Regions from separate parts of the Rattus norvegicus genome. Here region 1 is linked to region 2. A link is a contact called in public Hi-C data. All regions are on one chromosome and are shown on one strand. The core of a region is the stretch at or near the end of the contact, and the rest is flanking DNA. Distances in the headings are between cores, read along the strand shown.

Region 1 (6,777 bases), core at 4,243-6,742, 220 kb before region 2:
TTTTGTTTTTGGTAAAAATAAGAGTAGTTAGCAGGGTATCTAGTATATACCTTTATTCTTAACAACAGGCAGGTCTCTGTGAATATGAAACCAGCCTGGTCTACAAAGTAAGCCCATTTCAATCAATCAATCAATCAATTGGTCAATAAAGGTTTTAGCCTAGTATGGAGGCACAGGTCTGTCATTTCAGAACAGAAAGGGCTAAAGCAGAGAGCTTCTGAGTTCAGGTCTGTCCTAGAATGCATAGAAACCCTATCTCCAATAATAAAAATGTATATGCATGCAGAGATATGAAAAACTGGACTTTTGCTTTCATTCTTTTAATACTTTCCCTTTCTTTATGTGGGAATGAGTTCTGGCTCAAACAATTTTCTTTCTCCCTGAAAAATTTATTTTAATATTGTTGTGTTTTATAAAAAAGATAAAGGAGGCAGGAATATGTTTGGTTGAGGCAAGGGTACAATGAGGGGGGAGGGGTGCCTCTGCGGGCCCATGCTGAGGCATCCTTCCCCCTGAGGTACCAGCCACATGATGGTATAGAATGGAGTAGAGTTTATTTATGGCACGGGGAGGGGAGTTGAGGGGGTAGCAGAGAAAGGTAGAGAGAGGGGAGTAGAGAAGTAGAGGCCAGCTATGAGCATGCAGAGAGAGGGGGGGGAGGGGTATGGGGAGAGAAGGGACAAAGGGGGAAGAGGGGAAGAGAGCAAGAGAAGAGGAGCAAGAGAAGAGAGTGAGGAGGGGGCAAGCAGCCCCTTTTATAGTGAGTCAGGCATACCTGGATCTTGCCAGGTAACAGTGGGGGGGGGGAAGCCTAGAAGAAATGCTAACAAATAAACAAGGCATGATGGCGCATTCCTTTAATCCCAGCACTCTGGAGGTAGAGATAGTTGGATATCTGAGTTCAAGAGCAGCGTGATTTATAGAGTGAATTCCAGGAGAACCGGGGCTACAGAAAGAACCTATCTCACCCACAGACCCCCAGATCTCTTTTAGAAGGAGCCAGCCAGATGATTCAGGAGGTAAGGGAACTTGTCACCCAGCCTGATGACCTGAACTGAATCTACAGAACCAACATGATGGAAAGAGAGATTCAGCTCCTGCAAGATGCCCTCTGACCGCCACATATGCACTATGACACTTGCATGTTCACACGCACTCACCCACACTGATAATAATAGAACATATTTTTATATAATAATAATAATAATAATAGAACTGTAGGCCCATGGGGGCTCACAGAGCCTAGGCTACCAACCAGGGAACATGCAGGAGCTAGACCTAGACACCCTAATTATTTGTAGCAAATATACAGCTTGGTCTCCATGTGAGTCCCCTAACAACTGGAGCAAGGGCTGTATCTGACTGTTGCCTGCCATTGGATCCTCTTTCCCTAGGTGGACAGCCTGGCTGAGCCTCAGTAGGAGAGGATCCACTCAGTCCTGCTGCGACCTGGTGTCTCAGGGTGGGGAGGGTGAGAAGGGGAGGGCGTAATGGGGGCAGGGACTTGTAAGGGTGAGACTGGAAAGAGAAGAGGGAAGGGAGCTTTGATCCGGATGTAAAGTGAATAAATAAATAAATGAAAAAGGGAAAGAAGTAGAGATTGTCCTTTAAGTTGAACTTTTTTGTGTATAAAGTGATTCTCTCTCTCTCTCTCTCTCTCTCTCTCTCTCTCTCTGTGTGTGTGTGTGTGTGTGTGTGTGTGTGTGTGTGTGTGTGTGTGTGTGTGTGTGTTTCCAAGACTGGGCTAGAAAGCAAACAGCTCTCTGAAACACTGAACCCATTTCCTCTCCTACGACTTCTCTTCCTGTATTTTAATGTTGTTTTGTTTGAGAAAGTGTCTCACTAGTTAGCCCAGGCTGCTCTGGAACTCAGTATGTAGCCCAGGCTCGATTCAAACTCGTGATCTTCCTTTCTTTTTTTTCTTTTTCTTTTTCTTTTTCTTTTTTCTTTTTTTTTCGGAGCTGGGGACCGAACCCAGGGCCTTGTGCTTGCTAGGCAAGCGCTCTACCACTGAGCTAAATCCCCAACCCTGTGATCTTCCTTTCTTAATTTCCCAAATACTGGAATTGATCCTCCTGCTGAAGCTGCCAAATCCTGGTGTACAGGCATGCACCACTTTCCTGGTTGGTGTTTCCTTTCCCTCTGTACAGTAATCCTCTGCATTTCTAGATTTCTACATATCTACAATAATCTTGAATATTTGAGAATAAAATCTGCATATATAGTGAACATTTGTAAACTTTTTGTAGCCATTACTCTTCTACAAATAGCATAAAACAACTATTTACACAGCATGCATATGGTATTAGGTGGTACACAGGAAGTAGGATGTGTGCAGTAGTCAGTACCACGCTATTTTACATAAGGAACATGGACTTCGGCATCCACAGGTGTCCATGACACCAACAGTTCATAGAAGCAGAGAGACGAGCCCTCAGACTTGCTCTGTAGCTAAGGCTCACCCTACACTCCTCAGCCTTCTGCCTCATCTACTACTCTGATGGCAGATGTATACCTCCAAGACATACTAATTTTTAAAAGTTCAAGTCAGCTGTTATATAGATCAGCATGCATTCTGGACCTGTACCATGGCTTTCTTAATATTCAGAGTCAGAAACCTTTCCCCTTTAGTTTTTGAGACATTATTTTCTTTCAGGAACAAATAGTCTACATTTACTTTGTTGTTTATCTGCCAAAGATCTGGAGTCAGTGAGGTTTTCTTCTTTTTTTTTTTTTTTTTTTTTCGGAGCTGGGAACCGAACCCAGGGCCTTGCGCTTCCTAGGCAAGCGCTCTACCACTGAGCTAAATCCCCAACCCCTCAGTGAGGTTTTTCTAAAGATTGCATGTTTTTCTGGGTAGGTCACCGAATTTAGAAGCCAAAATCTGGGGGACAGGTGTGCCCTCAAGTTCCAGATCCTATCTAACCACCATGGAAACATCATCTGAGGATGTACTGATGTTTTACACAAAGCTCATACTCACCATCTTCTCTATCCCATAGCAAAACCCAGCTTCTCTCTCTCCTCCCCACCCCCTACTCTCTTTTTTTAGACAGATTCTTTGTACATTGCCCTGTCTTTCCTGGAACTCACCCTGTAGACCAGACTGGTCTCAAACTCACAGAGATCTGTCTGCTTCTGCCTCCAGAGTGCTAAGATTAAAGATGTGCACCGCCTTGCTCATCTATTTTAAGACAGGCTCTCCCTATGTGCCCCAGACATTCATAGATAAATTGTGTGTGTGTGTGTGTGTGTGTGTGTGTGTGTGTGTGTGTGTGTGTGTGTGTTTTGTTTGTGGTGATGAAGTCTTGCTAGCTTGTGGAGGCTGGGCCTGGAATTCAGCACTCTCCCACCTCTCCTTTTGAGTGTTAGGATTCTAAGAATCTTGGAAAATTATGGTCATCAAACTGTGTGACCTGGCACTGGACAGACATACAAACCAAAGGAACAGGTCAAGTGTGCTGGGAGAGCTCCCATCACATGTATTGCTGGAACAACTACACACCTACATGAGAAAGGAGGAGGCTGATTCTACCTCTGGAGAGACACATGAGGCTGACCACTGTGCTGACTCCAATGACATATGTGTTGTAGCTCCAGCCATTTGGAAGGCTGGAAAAGGAGGACTGTTCAAGTACCGAGGCCAGCCTAGGCAACACAGGGAGACTTGGTTTAAGAAACAAACAAAACTCCAAGTGGAGCAATGACCTCATATCAGAACTAAAATAGGGCTGGTGAGATGGCTCAGCGGTTAAGAGCACTGACTGCTCTTCCAGAGGTCCTGAGTTCAATTCCCAGCAACCACATGGTGGCTCACAACCATCTATAATCAGATGCCCTCTTCTGGTTTGTCTGAAGATAACTATAGTGTATTCATATACATAAAATAAGAAAAAAAAAGATTTAAAAAAAGAACTAAAATAATTATAAGCAGATTAGTGGTGACACAGGCCTATGAGAAGTAGCAGCATGGGGATCAGAAGTCATCCCCTACCACCATGGAGCTTGACATCAGCCTGGGCTGCAGAGTGAAAGCCTGCCTCTAGAATATACAATATCTCATGCAAGCTTCTCCAAGCCCAATCTCATTTGTTTGCTTGTTTGCTTCAGACTGTATGTATTTCTGCCTACCCTGGAATTTACTATATAGACCTAACTGCCAAGAACTTGTAGCAAATTGTCTTTCTGTTTCCATAGCGCAGGGGTTAGAGGCAGTCACTAATGGCAGGTCTAACAATCCAAAATTTAAAAATAATAGGTAACAGGGTCTAGAGAGACATCTCAGTGGTTAAGACTAGTAGCCACTCTAACGGAGGACCAGTATTCAATTCCCAGAACCTTCATGGCAGCTGACAACCATTTGTAACTCCAGTTCAAAGGGATCAGACACCTTCTAATGTCTAAAGGGCTTGAGGCATTCATACTCAAGGATGTTGTGTACGCAACTTGAATGTTCATCAAAAGAATCAGTACACAAAAATGTGAACACACACACACACACACACACACACTGCCTTTAAAAGAAAATTCCATCATACAATAAAATATAAACCTTAAAGACTACATTTAATGAAACCAGCCAGTTATAAAAAGGCAACTCCCATTTGATTCCATCGCATGATGGGCTTAATCAATATTTCATTGTCAGAAATGGGTGACAGTAGTAAGCAGACCAGTATGGTGTGCATAGGGAATTTCAGAACAGCCAGAGTTATACAAAGACACTTAGTCTCAAAAATTGAGTTCGGACAGAACAGCATGTAACTGCAGTAAACAAGAGAAGCACAGAAATGGTGTTGTTTTGAAAAAGAGCTGAAGATGACAGTGACACTCGGGAGACTAGGTTCAATCTCCGATCTGAGTTGTCACCCTCACCCCACCTACAAAGCAGAAAGTTTTGGCAGAAGAAAACAGAAAGCCGAAAGGCTCAAGACTGAGGCATCTGATAGTTGTCTGTGCCAGGTAGACGTGATGGATCGGCTGGACTGCTTGTCTTCTGCGGTCCGGCGACTATAGGAGTCACTCTGATCGATGCAGAACAAAGCCTGGCTTTCAAGATTTCTCCCGTCAACCGCTGGGACCAGGACAAGATCCTGAACTGGAAATCTTCCGCAGAGATGAGGGACAGGCCAGCCCGGGCGACAATTCTGATCGAGCTTTTCCATTTAGGTACTACTAAAAACCATGGTCGGAAACGGGGATTCGGCTCCTCAGTGGACCAGTCTGGTCGGAAACGGGAAAAATTAGCTAAGAAGCGGCTAACATTCGTGATAAACAAGTTGCCCTGTCACCGGGAACATCCAGAATACCAACCAACACCTCACTACAAACCAGCCTCACATTATTCCGGCTAGTACCGCCCCCGGAAGTACCACCCACCTCAACTCACTTCCGCCGGCTCCAGCTCGGGCTATTCTCGCGAGAACTTAGAGTGCTATGTGACCTGGGCTAAGCGGAAGTCGGGCCTCTTTTTCGTGACGCCTCCTAGGCGGTCGGCTGTGTCAAGATGAAGGTAGGCGTCCCTGACTGGGACTGAGTGAAGCAGTTCGAGTCCCAGAACGCGGGACTGCCTCAGCCCCAGGCTTTCACAAAACCCGGACTAAGCGGGGAAGGGTCTGAGGCAGGAGGAAGCTTGCTTTTAGGGCCTTGGGACCCTTTGGGAGAGCGGATGGCGGGCGATTGCAACGCCGCGACAGCGGACGTAGAGCAATGGCGGCGCCCGGTACCCGACCGGGCACATGCGGGCCTGAAGCCCCACTTGCAGCGGGTGTCCCGCGGCATTTGACCCCTCCTGGACACTCTGCTATCCGAGATCGCGAGGGTGAATGCTCTGACGTCCTCATAGCATTCTACAGAGCTTTGGCAAAATGTTCCATTGACGTGTGGCACTTTGCAGGGCCTGCGAGTCCGAGTCGTGGGTTTTCTGCTGTGTGTGGGAGCTGCTCAAAACGTTCTGCGCACGTGAATTGTTGAAGTTGTGTAGGTGCCTAAAGTCGTCTTCTTTTGCCCCCTTTAAAATCCTAGCTGAATATCTCCTTCCCTGCCACTGGCTGTCAGAAACTCATAGAAGTGGATGACGAACGCAAGCTTCGTACGTTCTATGAGAAGCGCATGGCCACAGAAGTAGCTGCTGATGCTCTTGGTGAAGAGTGGAAGGTAAAGTTTTTGGCATCATTACCCCAACTCGTCACAGCAAGTGCTGTTGGGTTTGGTTAAGTTTCATTGCTAGAATCAAATTTGGGGAAACGTGCCAAGAGGAGTCTCTCTTGCTTGTTATAATTCAAGGCCTTAAGTCTTGCGTGTTGTAGTAAGACCTGGGTAGTTAGGAGTAGAAGTTGAAATGGAGAGATTGCTTGTTGACCTTAGTTGGAAACGGAGACAAAAAAGTGAGTGGCTGAAGTTGAACTCAGTTGTTCTTCCTAATGGGGTTGCACACAAGAAGTTAAGAACCACACTTTGGAACAGAACTGGTAAATGTACCGTTTTATGTTCGATGCAGGGTTATGTGGTCCGGATCAGCGGTGGGAATGACAAACAAGGTTTTCCCATGAAGCAAGGCGTTTTGACCCATGGCAGAGTGCGCCTGCTTTTGAGTAAGGGGCATTCTTGTTATAGACCTAGGAGAACTGGAGAGAGGAAGCGCAAGTCTGTCCGAGGATGCATTGTGGATGCCAACCTGAGTGTTCTCAACTTGGTTATTGTAAAAAAAGGTAAGGCTTTTGTTGGAGTTTATTAGTTGAAATTGGTTGTCCTGGACACAAGGTTCTGCCTCCTAGG
Region 2 (6,780 bases), core at 738-3,237:
TGTTTACAAAATACTGGGACAGTTGATAATCCATAAGAATAACAAAACCAAGGGCTGGAGAGATGGCTCAGCGGTTAAGAGCACCCGACTGCTCTTCCAGAGGTCATGAGTTCAATTCCCAGCAACCACATGGTGGCTCACAACCATCTGTAAAGAGATCTGATGCCCTCTTCTGGTGTGTCTGAAGACAGCTACAGTGTACTTATATATAATAAATAAATAAATCTTAAAAAAAAAAAGAATAACAAAACCAAAATGTGGACAGTACTCGGCTATCTGCTGGTACAGCATCAATATCTGAATGTACAATGACCACCTTCACACGCTACACAAAAAGATTATCTCAAAAACCGAATTTGTGAGACGCCTAGTGGCACAAAACACCGCTGGTCACAGAACAGTATCAAGTATAAATTAGCTAAAAATATTCTATAAACTAAAATACAGGTCTATATTTTAGTAAGTATGAATGTCATTTTTGCCCAGGTTGTGGTCACAAAGTATTTCTCACTAAAAGAAAGCAGGGCTTCTGGAAGAAATGGCTGACTCCAGGCCTGAGGCAGGAACTGCCCAAAATGAGCCTTCAATTTCTTGGAAATTTGAGAAAGTTCTCATTGTCCAAATAAAGGATAATTTGAATCACTATATGGATAACAAATCAAGCAAATTGAATCCTGTACATCTGTGTAATTCCACGAATTCATGTATGAATATATGAGATGTGGAGGGATTGTGCATCGAAGTTAGGTTGAGATTATGGAAATACTACAGCAAAAATGACAACATAAAGGGTTACATACCATAAACAGAACGGAAGACAGACTTAGACAAGGTCAGTTAACTGAGAGGCTGGGATATTTAATCACCTATGTGGATAATGCAAAACCTCCTGTGAGCAACGTCAGATCTCAGAATGAACTCTGGTGCGCTGGAAATCTCAGATGACCTCCTCGAAAACTACAGGAGCTGGTGCTTTTACTAAGTCAGGAGGTAATAATTGTTTGATATGGTAATGTGAAATATGATATTCCCACCTTGAAAGACTTGTTATAGAGGGGATGATGGAGAAAGAATAGCCAGGGTGCTGGAAGAGGAAGCTGTATGCTTAGCAAGAGACAGACTTCTGGTACAGCAAGTTGAAGTCTGGCTGGTGGTGCCTCCCACCAATCCCAGCATTTGGAAGATGGAGAGCCTTCCAGAATTAGGAATTCAGGGTCACCCTCCTTTGGAAAGGGAGTTGAAGGCCAGATGAGGCTAAAAGAAATCTTCTCTTGACTCCCAACCTCTACGACCAAAGAAACATTTGATTATATAAATTTTGCCAAGCACTCGGGATGAGGTGATCAATGAGCAACTCCACCTGACCCAGTGGCTCTTGTCCATTAATTCTCATAGTAGGAAGACAGGTACAGACTTCGATGCCAGCCTGGGACACATACAGAGTCCCAGCTCAGTTAGAGCTACATAGCAAGACCGTCTTTTTTGTTTTGTTTTGTGTTTTTCCAGACAGGGTTTCTTTGTATAGCTCTGACTGTCCCGGAACTCACTCAGTAGTGTTCTCGAACTAACAAGTTCTCCGCTTCTCGAATGCTGGTATTAAAAAAAAAAAAAGTACACCGCCGCCTCCACCAGACAAGACCCTGGCTTAAAACAAAGGAAAAGATAATTTGTTCAGGGTCATACACTTGCATTACTCACTACAAAGGGTTACAGTGTAGCTTTTTCCGAACAGCAATCACATACTGAGCAAGAGAAACCGAAAACTCAAAGAACCCGGAACTTAGGCCCGGAGGGCTCTAGAAAACACCTGGTTACCCGCCCTTGGAGCAAGTTGCTGGTCACGCAAGGTTTTGTGGGTCTTGTAGTTTCTCTGAGGGAGTTGGCGCATTGCACGGTGGGAGCTAGAGCTTCCTCGGAAGACCAGTCCCGGAAGTCAGGCGGCGCCGGCGCCGGCGCACTGTGTCCTTGCGCAAGCGCGGGAGTCTTGGTTTGCGTGTATCGCTGCAGTCACTGCCCTGGTTTTCTGGGCGCGTTCGGCCTTTTGTGGTGTGATGGCTCTTGGAGAGGAGGCAGCAGGCGGCCGCAGCAGAGGGGTTGCCGTCACCTCGGGATGCCTGTAGGAGGAGGGGTCCAAGGGTCCTCACGGTTTCGGTGCCTTCGTTTTCCTCCGTCAGAGTCGCCGTGCCTTTGGAAAGCATGAGCTCCGCCCGGGACTCCGCTTTCGAGAAGCAGCATCTCTGGATGTACCTGCAGGCGCTGGGTTTGGATCCGAGTTCCGGCGTCAGGGTCGGCGGGAAGATGGTATCCTACGCGCACCTTGGAGAGTAAGGAGACCCGGGCGGTGGCGCGGTCCCCGGTGGAGGCAAAACTCAGAGGCCGCCAGCCCATGGCGGGGGACTGACTGTTCGTCACCAGTGTAGGGAGGAGTGCCCTGCAGTTGAGACAAAACGGCGGGCCCTCTTAACCCTCCCTGCCTTTGTGGTCTGTAGTTGGTGGGAGGCGTCGGGGAACTGTATATGCAAACGTCTTATAAGCAGTTGACTGTGGGTTTAAACTTGGAATCCGAACTAAAGCATGTTACAGCTGGCCAAAACAATGAATGAAAAATCAAAAGCCGATACCCTTTCTTTTGCCACTTAAATTATTATGGTTGTGATCACAAAATGAAGTACCTTGTTTATACTCATGTACTTTAGACCCGAACTTCCGATTTCAAGCACCCTTTTCTCCTTATAATTTAATTAAAAGAGTGATTCCATTATTATATCATCCCCATCATTATTATCATCATCACTTATTATTTTGGTATTTTGAGACAAAAACAAACCAAAAACCAAAAACAAAACCCAAACACCCTCTCTCTGTGTAGCCCTGGGTGTCCTGGAACTCGCTCTATAGACTCCGCCTGCCTCTGCGTTCGGAGTTCTGGGATTAAAGGCATGTGCCACCACGGTCTGGCTCCTCTGCATAGGTGTTTTGCTTGCTTGTATGTCTGTGCAAGGTTGTCAGATCTCCTGGGACTGGAGTTTCAGTTTAGAACTGCCATGTGGATTCTGGAAATTGAACCCGTGTCTTTTGGAGGAGCAATCAATGCTCTTAACCTCTAGAGACATCTCTCCAGTCTCTGAATTTTGTGTTTGATTTTTTTGTTTGTTTATTTTTTCAAGACAAGGCTTCTCTGTGTAACAACCCTGGCTGTCCTGGAGCTCTTTTTTTTTAGAGCAGCTAGCCTTGAACTCAGATGTCAGCCTGCCTCTGCCTCTTATGTGCCGGGATTAAAATGTACCATCATACCTGGTTAAATGACTTTTGTTTTTTTGATGCTTTAGACGTTTTTATGCAACCTCAGTTAAATATACATACATACATACGTACATATATATGTGTATATATAGTATACAATCATTCACTTGTAATAGTTTATATATGTTATTTTAAAGTAATTCCATGACATACAGTTAATTTTACTATTAAGGATGAAAGTAAATTTGCATACTAAAGAATCTTTGAGATGAAAGATCATAGAGCTTGGCCTCCAGATCTGCTTGCCTCTGCTTAAGTGCTGATTTTGTGTTAACTTTTGGTTGATGCATTTCCAGAAACTTTTGCTGCTGTTACATCTTTCAAGACCCTCCCTCACACATTCAGTTATGCTACCAGAAGAGGGTGTTGGAATTTCCAGAAACAGGGCTGGAGACAGTTTATGTTCCTCACCAAGGACAAGAATAATCTGAGGATACATCTGTCATCTGTTGCCTCCATCTATTTAATCGTTTTCTTTTTCTCTTCAACTTTTGTTTTTTCAAGACAGGGTCTCACTATTTAGCTCTCTGGCTATCCTGGAACTTACCATGTAGACCAGGCTGTCCTTAGATTCACAAGAGATCCATTTGCCTCTGTTTCCTAGGTACTGGGACTAAAGGCATGAGACACTATGCTCAGCTTGGCTTGTTTCTTGAGATAGATCTTTTTTTTTTTTTTGGTTCTTTTTTTTCGGAGCTGGGGACCGAACCCAGGGCCTTGCGCTTCCTAGGTAAGCGCTCTACCACTGAGCTAAATCCCCAGGCCCCTAGATAGATCTTACTCCACCCAGCTGGCCTTGTACTTGTGATGATCCTTTTGCCTTGACTTGTGGAGTGCTAGGATTGCAGGAGTGTGCCATTATGCCTGACTGTTGCCAATATAATTTCAGTTCTAGTGACTGTGTTAATGCACCTAGGCATCTATTTTTCCCTCCCTTCCCCCTCCCTCCTTTTTCTTCCTTCCTTTTACTCCTAAGCCTCCTGTCTCTACCTCCAACTGTCAGGTGGGGTTTCATTTACTGTCTGTGTGCATGTCAAGTGTGTGAACATCAAAGGACAATGTTATGTTAGATGATTTACCAGAGTTTGGAATAGAACTCAGATCTCCCGGCTTGCAATTCTGGGAAGCAAGTTCCTTTACTAAGGTGTCTCATCTATTTCTTGATTTCTCAGTCTCTCTCTCTATATGTAGATATAGATATAAATATAGATAGATATATAGATATATATTTGTGTGGAGTCAACACTTTCCTGCCACCATGTGGGTGTCCCAGGAATGGAATGGATCTCAGGTAGTAAGGCTTAGTGGTAAGCACCTTTACCTGCTGAACCACCTAGAACAGACATCTAAATAAAGCACTGCATATGCTAATAGTAGTAACTACTAAACAGTTACCAATCAAACTTAATTATAACCTCGAGGGCGAATATCATGTTATGTTTACTTAAAGACAACAAATTCTGTTCACCTCTGTGGCAAACTTTTTGTAATTCTCTGAGTTTATAGTTTATATGAGCATATATTAACTTCTGTTCTTATAAACTGTCTCAGCCCAAGGATTTGTCTCAAAGACTGTATTTGGAAAGTCTCATTAGTTTTGTTAGGGCGTGGACTAGAGGGAAAGGAGAGCTGCATAGTTATCCACACCTGTACATTGGCAGCCGGAAGGAAAAGAGGTGGAGGTGGTGTATGTGTCCACTCAACACCTGTTGAATGCTCGTCCAACTAGGATATTTTTGGGAGGAGACAGTTTTTCTAGCTTCTAGCTTAAAGTTTGTGTATATAGTGAGGACAAGCAAATTATTAAAATGCATCTTAAGAAAATAGTATAGTACTTAAGGAAGAAGGTGGGATAGATTGCTATCTGTAAAAGGTCTAAAATAGTTACCCAACAAGTATCAAGTTCTCAAAAAATTTTAGCTTTTGTTGCTATCTACTACTTAGTAAATCCCGTCAGAGGGTCTCTTCTCTGCTAGGTAATTAGGCTTCTGTCCCTTTCTGTTTGGTGTCATAGCAATAAAGCAAAGGCTAGTTGTTCATTTGGATCTCTGTTTTCACAATCAGAAAATAAAAGTTTGTCTGCTTGTCTCGTTTTTCTCCATTTATTTACTTACTTTACATCTCCGTTGCTGCCCTCCCCCCATGCTTGTCAATTGTGTATAAAATGTACCTGAATGAGAAAAGTTAACTTGCCTTGACCTCTTGAGAATGAGGAATAGCATGTGAGTGAATACATAAGCAGTTATGATGAACCTCTTTAGTGCAGAATCTAGACAGCTTTGGATGCCAGATCGCTTTATTAATCATTTGTCTTTGCCTTTTCACTTTAAACCATTAGGGACATGTTTGACAAACTGAACCGCGATGCCTTTCATATAGTTTCCTATTTTTTGTTTAAAACACTGGATGAGTCTCTTGCCAAAGAAGTTTTCAGGTAAGAAAAAAATTATTTCATTTTCTTCTTTTACTCATGCTCAGATTTGAAAATGACCCTCCCTCCCTCCCTCCCTCCCTCCCTCCCTCCCTCCCTCCCTCCCTCCCTCTCTCCCTTCCTTTCCTCCCTCCCTTCCTTCCTTCCTTCCTTCCTTCCTTCCTTTCCTCCCTCCCTCCCTTCTTCCCTCCCTCCATCCTTCCTCCCTCCCTCCCTCCCTCCCTCCCTCCCTTCCTCCCTTCATTCCTTCCTTCGGTTTTTCAAGACAGTGTTTCTCTGTGTAGCACTGTCTGTCCTGAACTCACTCTGTAGGTTAGGCTGGCTTTGAACTCAGAGATCCACATTCTCCTGCCTCCGAGTGTTGGGATTAAAGGTGCGTACCACAGCCAGCTGGTCAGTAACTTGTTTAGAGTGGATGTATCCTTAGAAGTGGAAGTGCTTAAGCCTTATATAGCTAGGTGAGGGCTTGGGGGTGTGTGTTTGTGTGCTTATTTTAAAAAGTTGTATGTTTAATAAATATTGTAGATTTTGTTCTTTACACTTTGACCTGCTATTCTTTATGGTCTTTTGATGGGAGGATTGAGACAGGGTCTTACTATGTTTGGCTAGCCTGGAGCTCAGTATGTATAATATGTAGACCAGACTGGTCTCTAACATCTGCTTCTGCCTGTAGTGCTGGGATTAAAGATATGTGCCACCATATCAGCTTCATGGTCTAAAAATTAATGGGTTGATATATACTTATTTTTTCTCTGTAAAATTTTTATTTTGGGGGCACTACAGTGATGGTTATGCTTAAGTGCACTGGCTGTTCTAGAGGACCTGTATTTGATTTCCCACACCCACATGTTGGTTTACAACCGTCTGTATATAACTCTGGTTCCAGGGGATACAACACCCTTTTCTGCCTCTGCCTCCTTAGTGCTGGTATTAAAGACAAGTAACACTACCTAGCTAAATCCTTCTAATTCTATCAAAAAGAGTTCCACTTGCTGGTGACAAAAACATTCAAATATGGGCCTGTGGGGCTTTGTTATTCAGAACAC

What was found. Hi-C and Micro-C count contacts between places; a contact is called where the count stands out from the background.
Region 1: a contact with region 2 is called in a Hi-C map of liver, with 6 times the contacts expected there. The contact joins the promoter of Rps6 here to the promoter of Haus6 in region 2. A contact is called at or near these places in 1 of 12 Hi-C or Micro-C datasets (liver) and 1 of 1 datasets of contacts at active chromatin or transcription factors (oligodendrocytes).

What each region holds. Positions count from the first base shown.
Region 1 is chr5:106,419,255-106,426,031 of GRCr8, reverse strand. It overlaps Rps6 (ribosomal protein S6), which reads left to right and starts at 5,492. Exons shown (of 5, transcript NM_017160.1): 1 at 5,492-5,512; 2 at 6,025-6,156; 3 at 6,500-6,710. The coding sequence starts at 5,507. It also overlaps a transcript of Dennd4c not described here.
Region 2 is chr5:106,194,279-106,201,058 of GRCr8, reverse strand. It overlaps Haus6 (family with sequence similarity 29, member A), which reads left to right and starts at 1,987. Exons shown (of 17, transcript NM_001401872.1): 1 at 1,987-2,324; 2 at 5,642-5,737. The coding sequence starts at 2,197.